2 separate regions of the Mus musculus genome follow, and region 1 is linked to region 2. The links are chromatin contacts, called in public HiChIP or PLAC-seq maps. All regions are on one chromosome and are shown on one strand. The core of a region is the stretch at or near the end of the contact, and the rest is flanking DNA. Distances in the headings are between cores, read along the strand shown.

Region 1 (2,700 bases), core at 34-2,533, 220 kb after region 2:
CTGCTGACAGGAGAAAAAGCACACAAACAAGGTCTTTGTCTCATGTCAAGAGGACGAGGAAGAAGCCAGATATTTGTCATCTTTATCTATAACCTGTTTCTTTGTCCGCACATCTGTATAGCCCAGCGGTTCTCAACCTTGTTAATGCTGTGACCCTTTAATACAGTTCTCATGTTGTGGTGACCCAAATATAAAAACTGTTTTTGTTACTATTTCATAAGTATAATTTGCTACTGTGAATTGTAAATATCTGTGTTTTCCGATGATGTTTTCTTAGGTGACAAACAGGCTGTGACTCGATGGTCTATCCGAGACCTAGGAGTCTCTTGAGACTACCAAGGCCAGAAGATTACATCTCAGCCCCACAGAATCCATATAACTGACAGGACCAACATGACTCCTGTCACTCCTAGTTAATCCCCCAATGTATGTGCAGTAGAGCTTTGGATTAGACTCTCTTTATAAATGTAGTGTCTCATTTTCTTCTCACTATAAATAGCTGGTGAGGACCTAGGCGTCCTGTGAATGTTTACATTTTGTAAAAAAGGTCATAACCTCCTCAGTTCTTATAAGGCTTTAGATGCAGACCCCTGGGAAGAAACAGAGGTAATTCTTCACTCGGGGTTCCTCTTTTCGGAAGTTAAGGCCCTTTAGGCCGAGTTCTGGCCTCCTCTGCCCGACTTTTGTCTTTCTAGAGCAGACTCTTGGGGGGCAAGACCTGAGAGCTTCCTGTTCAAGTTCATAAGGCAGACTAGGCCCCGGCTTACTGTCTAAGGGGTGAGGAATGAGTGGGACACAGGCATCCCATGTATTTGGGGCCCTGACTTCTTTTAAAACAATGTCCAGCGGTGGGTTGCCTTCAGCATCGCGACTATTGGTTTCTCTCCACACTGACCAGAGGAGCAACTACTATCCCTAACCAGCCCCTCAGCAAAAGGGGGCTGAGTGCCTTGTACCCACACTCTGGGCTCCTCACTCAGCCGAAGCGGCTCCGGGGGTCGGGCTCTTCTCCTCTCGGTCCCGCCGGCTCCCACCACGGCCAGTCCCGGGCCGCTGTTCTTCCCCCTCCTCCCGCTCACCCGGAGTGTTCTCCGGCTCCCGCTTTGTTGCCCGGGCTTGTTTCTGCCCCGGGCGCGCCGCCGGCCCAGTGCCAGGTCACGTGCGTTAGTGACAACCTCTCGCAGGGCGGCCCCGGAGGCCCCCGCGCAGCCGATTGGTCGGCCTGCGGCTGGCGCGGCTCGGGGCGGGGCTGGGAAGCCGATCAGCTGTTCCCAGAGCTGCACAACAACAAAAGGACCCGGACGGGCCGGCGGCGGCCAGGGCAGCGACCGCAGCGCAGGAGCCCGGCCTGCCGCAGCTACCTCAGCACCCGCAGCTCTGCTCGGCTCACGTAAGTGCGGGCTACACAGGCGGGAGGGCGGCGGTTGGTTGCCCGCTCTCTGGCTTTCATGCCGGACTCTCTCCCTGCCGTGACGAGCACGGCGACACCGAGAACCTGCGGGTGACGGGAAACCTGCTCCGTTACCCGGAGACCCGCCCGACCCCTCCTGACCTCGCGCATCACCGAGCCTGCACCTGTGGGGAGAGCACTTCCCGTCGCTTCCGTCCTCATCAGTTTGGTCGCTGGCACTTGGGGTGTGCTAGAGACTGCTGTGGGTTCTAAATACTTCGTTTCAGTCGCGACCGCCCTGCGAGGCCCCAACATTGCTTATTTAAGCGGAGGAAACTTGGAGGCACAGAAAGTAATTTTAAGGCCACACAGCTAACTAAAAGGAAGCGGTGTTTACTATTTGCAGAGGGATTTCACGTGCAATTCCTTCATTTTGCTTCCACTTTCACGGTGTGTTTACTCCGTGTAAAAGTTCAGAGCAGATTAACGGGGAACCCCTTTCCACCTGTTAACTCCTTAAAGACTAAAGGAGTTCCTGGCTGAAAGAGCTCTTTCAGAATGCTGAGTAGTTTTGAGCTTGGGTCTTCGGACCGACATCATTACAAATGCCCCAAGATCTTTCTCCCCCCCCCCCCCCTTTGGTTTTATTCGAGACAGGGTTTCTCTGTATAGCCCTGGTTGTCCTGGAACTCACTTTGTACACCAGGCTGGCCTCGAACTCAGAAATCTGCCTGCTTCTGCCTCCCAAGTGCTGGGATTAAAGGCGTGCACCACCACGCCCGGCTATGCCCCCAAGATCTTAAAAATCACATCTTTGGTGGTGATTGTAAGGTGTGAAAACACTAGGCAGCTTGTACAAGCCTCAGCCACTATAATTTTCAAAGTCCTTGCTGGAAACCATGGCCTACTAATTTTTGTGACCAGTGTCTCTTTTGTTTTTCATCTTGTCTTTTACTCCTTTCTGCTCCCTAGTGTATTTCTCATGGAAACGACTGCTTTCAAAAGTTAAGGTTAACAAAGCAGTGAATTACCAACCTAACCGCTCTCTGTTCACTGTTTTCAGACTTCTGAACAGGATGTGGTAAGTCCTTGTAAATTAGCTAAATAGACAGAGGTGTAAGGAGCACAGGCAACTCTTTTGGCTTGGTATTTTTGTAGTTCAAAATTGATTTTTAAATTACTTGAATCAAAGGTGGCCCATGCCACCAAGTACTAAACAGGTGGCAGTGGGAGAATCAGTTCAAGGCCATCCCTTGTTTCTGACTAAAAGAACAAACCTTTTTATTAGCATCTTTGTTTTTTTGAACTGC
Region 2 (2,700 bases), core at 57-2,556:
ACGTCTCCAGACATTATCACATCACCTGGTAGTTTAGCCCAGGTCTCAGAGGTGCGACTCAGGGAGGGGCTGGGGCTGAGGCCAAGGTCAGGTCTGCCTTTTCTGTTGACTCATCCAAGCTGCTGTGAGATACATGGTTCGCTCGGATGAAGCATGTCCATTTCATAAGTCACCCAAGTCATTAGAGGCAGCTGAGGTGTACACGAGCGACAGGGGACTTGTCCGCAGACCTCTCACTTGCTCTTGCAACCTGATCTTGAACTGCTCACTCTAGTTCTGTGAACCTCACAATAAAATCAGAGAGATAACGATACCTAGAACTTAAATTCCTTCTCCAGCCAGGATGGCTGTGAGCAAGCAAACAACTTCTCCTGGGGTTATGGAGAGGGCTAAGGAAGAGGTGTAACAGGGTCCAGTCCCACAGTAAGCATTCCATAACCTGGTTTGAAGAGGGCAGCAGGATCAGACACAGCTCCACTCCTCCACCTCCCTGCTTGGGGATTCCCATATTATTGAGACCTCAAATCGGGTAGAACTGTACTCCCAGCTTCTACACACACACACACACACACACACACACACACACACACACACACACACAGAGAGAGAGAGAGAGAGAGAGAGAGAGAGACAGAGACAGAGACAGAGAGAGACAGAGACAGAGAGACAGAGAGAGACAGAGAGAAGTTCTAATAGTCAGTATGGAGCAGAGTTGGAGTTTATTAAAGATATTTGAATATATATTCCCAGAATAAGGCCTGAGATGAATAGGGACACTCAGGGAATTGGGACACTCAGGCAGAAGGTGACACACAGAGAACACAGGTGTGGGCTTCTTTAAGATCAGTCACACTTCACTGTCTTTACAACAGTCATGGGGCTTTGCTGAGTTTTTCCTTTCTCACACCCCTGTCTCTCTAGCTCTCTTCAGTCTTGTTTTTGTTTTTTTAAGTTTACTTTAGTGCGTGCATGAGTGTGCTTGTGTGTGTGTGTGTGTGTGTGTGTGTGTGTGTGTGTGTGTGTCTTTTGCCTTCATGTTTGCCTCTGACCTACATATGTGTAGTGTCTGCAGAGGCCAGAAGAGGATGTTGGGTCCCCTGGGAAATGTAGTTACCGGTGGTTGTGAGCCACCGTGTAGGTGCTGGGAATGTAACCTCTTCCACCAAAGCAGCAAGCGCTCTTAATTGCTGGGCCATCTCTCCCACCCACCTACTAAGTCTTAATTGAGTGGAAGAATCTGAAGACACAGCAGGAAGACCTCTCAGCATTCACCAGGATGGTTCAAATTCCTTCCTGTCTTTAGCTCCTGCACAGCAGGCAACTCCTAAAACCTTAGTATTCCATTGTTACTGCCCAGTCCATTGATATCTACAGTCAAACTCATTGTTGTCCCCTCCCCACCTGCTGCCCCTCCCCACCTTCTCCCTCTCCTCACCTGCTGCCCCTCCCAGGATGTCTGTCTACATGAGCAACACCAGCACACCAGGCATCTTGACACAGCTCTTGATCACCTTCCAGGACTGCATACACAGAGCCTTTGAGCAGAAGTCCAAACCTCTTCAAATGTCTACAATGTGGCAAACACTAGCCTGCTTCTCCAGCTTTTTCTCCCATCCTCCCGGCAAACTAGAACCATGCCAGGACACTCAGGAATCTAACTTTACACCGTACCCCTCACTTCTACGTGACTGCTAAGCTGGTCCCATTGGCCAGAACATTCTTTTGTCTTTCCTCACATGATTTGCTCAGCCATCATGCCTTAGCCCTTCAGAAGGCCTGTGTCAGCATCCCCCTCCTGTGTCAACACCCCCTTCCTGTGTCAGCATCCCCTCCTGTGTCAACATCCCCCTTCCAGGCTCTCCCCGTACCTGACACACACACCATCAGTGACTGTTACTCCTGTCCACCCCACCTGCCACATCCCATACCACCTACCCCAGAGCAAGCAAGCTCTTTGAAGCTTAAGACTGTCTCTTCTCTGCGTGTTTGCAGGGCATGGAACATGACATCCATCTGTGTCAGTGCCTTAATAACTGTTTACTGAAATGTTCAATGCCCAGGACAGAGCATTTTGATATATACTTAGTTCATTCTTTTAGCTGTTTTGTTTTGTTTTGTTTTGTTTTGTTTTCAAAACAGGGTTTCTCTGTGTAGCCTTGGCTGTCCTAGAACTCACTTTGTAGACCAGGCTGGCCTCAAACTCAGAAATCCACCTGCCTCTGCCTCCCAAGTGCTGGGATTAAAGGCGTGCACCACCACACCTGGCTACCTAGTTCATTCTTAAACATAGGTTACACCCCTAATAAATTTTCATTGGAACATGCCAGAGTGCTTTTATGTGGTCATCCCTTCCATAGGCTTTCCATGAAACCCAAGCCATGCAAAGTTTTGCAAGGAAACTGGATTAATGTAGTTATATATAGTACTGTCCAGCAGTTAATCAGCAGGAATTTAAAATCAATAATTGAAGATAGTAGCCAAACAGCTCACTCTGGGGAAGCCAAGACTCTGATAGCATCTCAGTTGCTATTGGTTCAAGACTAAATTTCCTGAGAAGAGTCGAGGGCTCACACATCCTTGTGGTTGATCAGAAATGTGACTGTTTGGGCTAGCAAGCGTATGAGTGTCAAGTGTGTACTGTGTGCTAAGTATCTGTTGGAGGACTGGGGAGTTTATTAAAGAGATGAGGCCTCTTTGGTC

What was found. HiChIP or PLAC-seq counts read pairs in DNA pulled down with a chosen protein or histone mark.
Region 1: an H3K27ac HiChIP or PLAC-seq map of epiblast stem cells shows a contact between it and region 2. The contact joins the promoter of Trp53inp1 here to the enhancer-like site in region 2. A contact is called at or near these places in 1 of 39 promoter capture datasets (liver), 3 of 484 Hi-C or Micro-C datasets (bone marrow-derived macrophages, embryonic stem cells and nephron progenitors), 15 of 115 datasets of contacts at active chromatin or transcription factors (the SCID.adh cell line, bone marrow-derived macrophages, double positive thymocytes and 8 more) and 3 of 9 other capture datasets (adipose tissue, liver and pancreatic islet).

The regions. Positions count from the first base shown.
Region 1 is chr4:11,155,158-11,157,857 of GRCm38.p6, forward strand. Trp53inp1 (transformation related protein 53 inducible nuclear protein 1) reads left to right here and starts at 1,284. Exons shown (of 4, transcript NM_021897.4): 1 at 1,284-1,390.
Region 2 is chr4:10,931,190-10,933,889 of GRCm38.p6, forward strand. No RefSeq gene overlaps it. Among named protein-coding and RNA genes, the nearest start is that of 2610301B20Rik, 58 kb to the left of the region's middle. Within about 2 kb of position 1,307, at least 31 of the 459 cell types and tissues checked have an H3K27ac peak or open chromatin away from gene starts, as enhancers often do. A contact at or near this core is called in the SCID.adh cell line, double positive thymocytes, embryonic stem cells and 1 more, where this site is marked.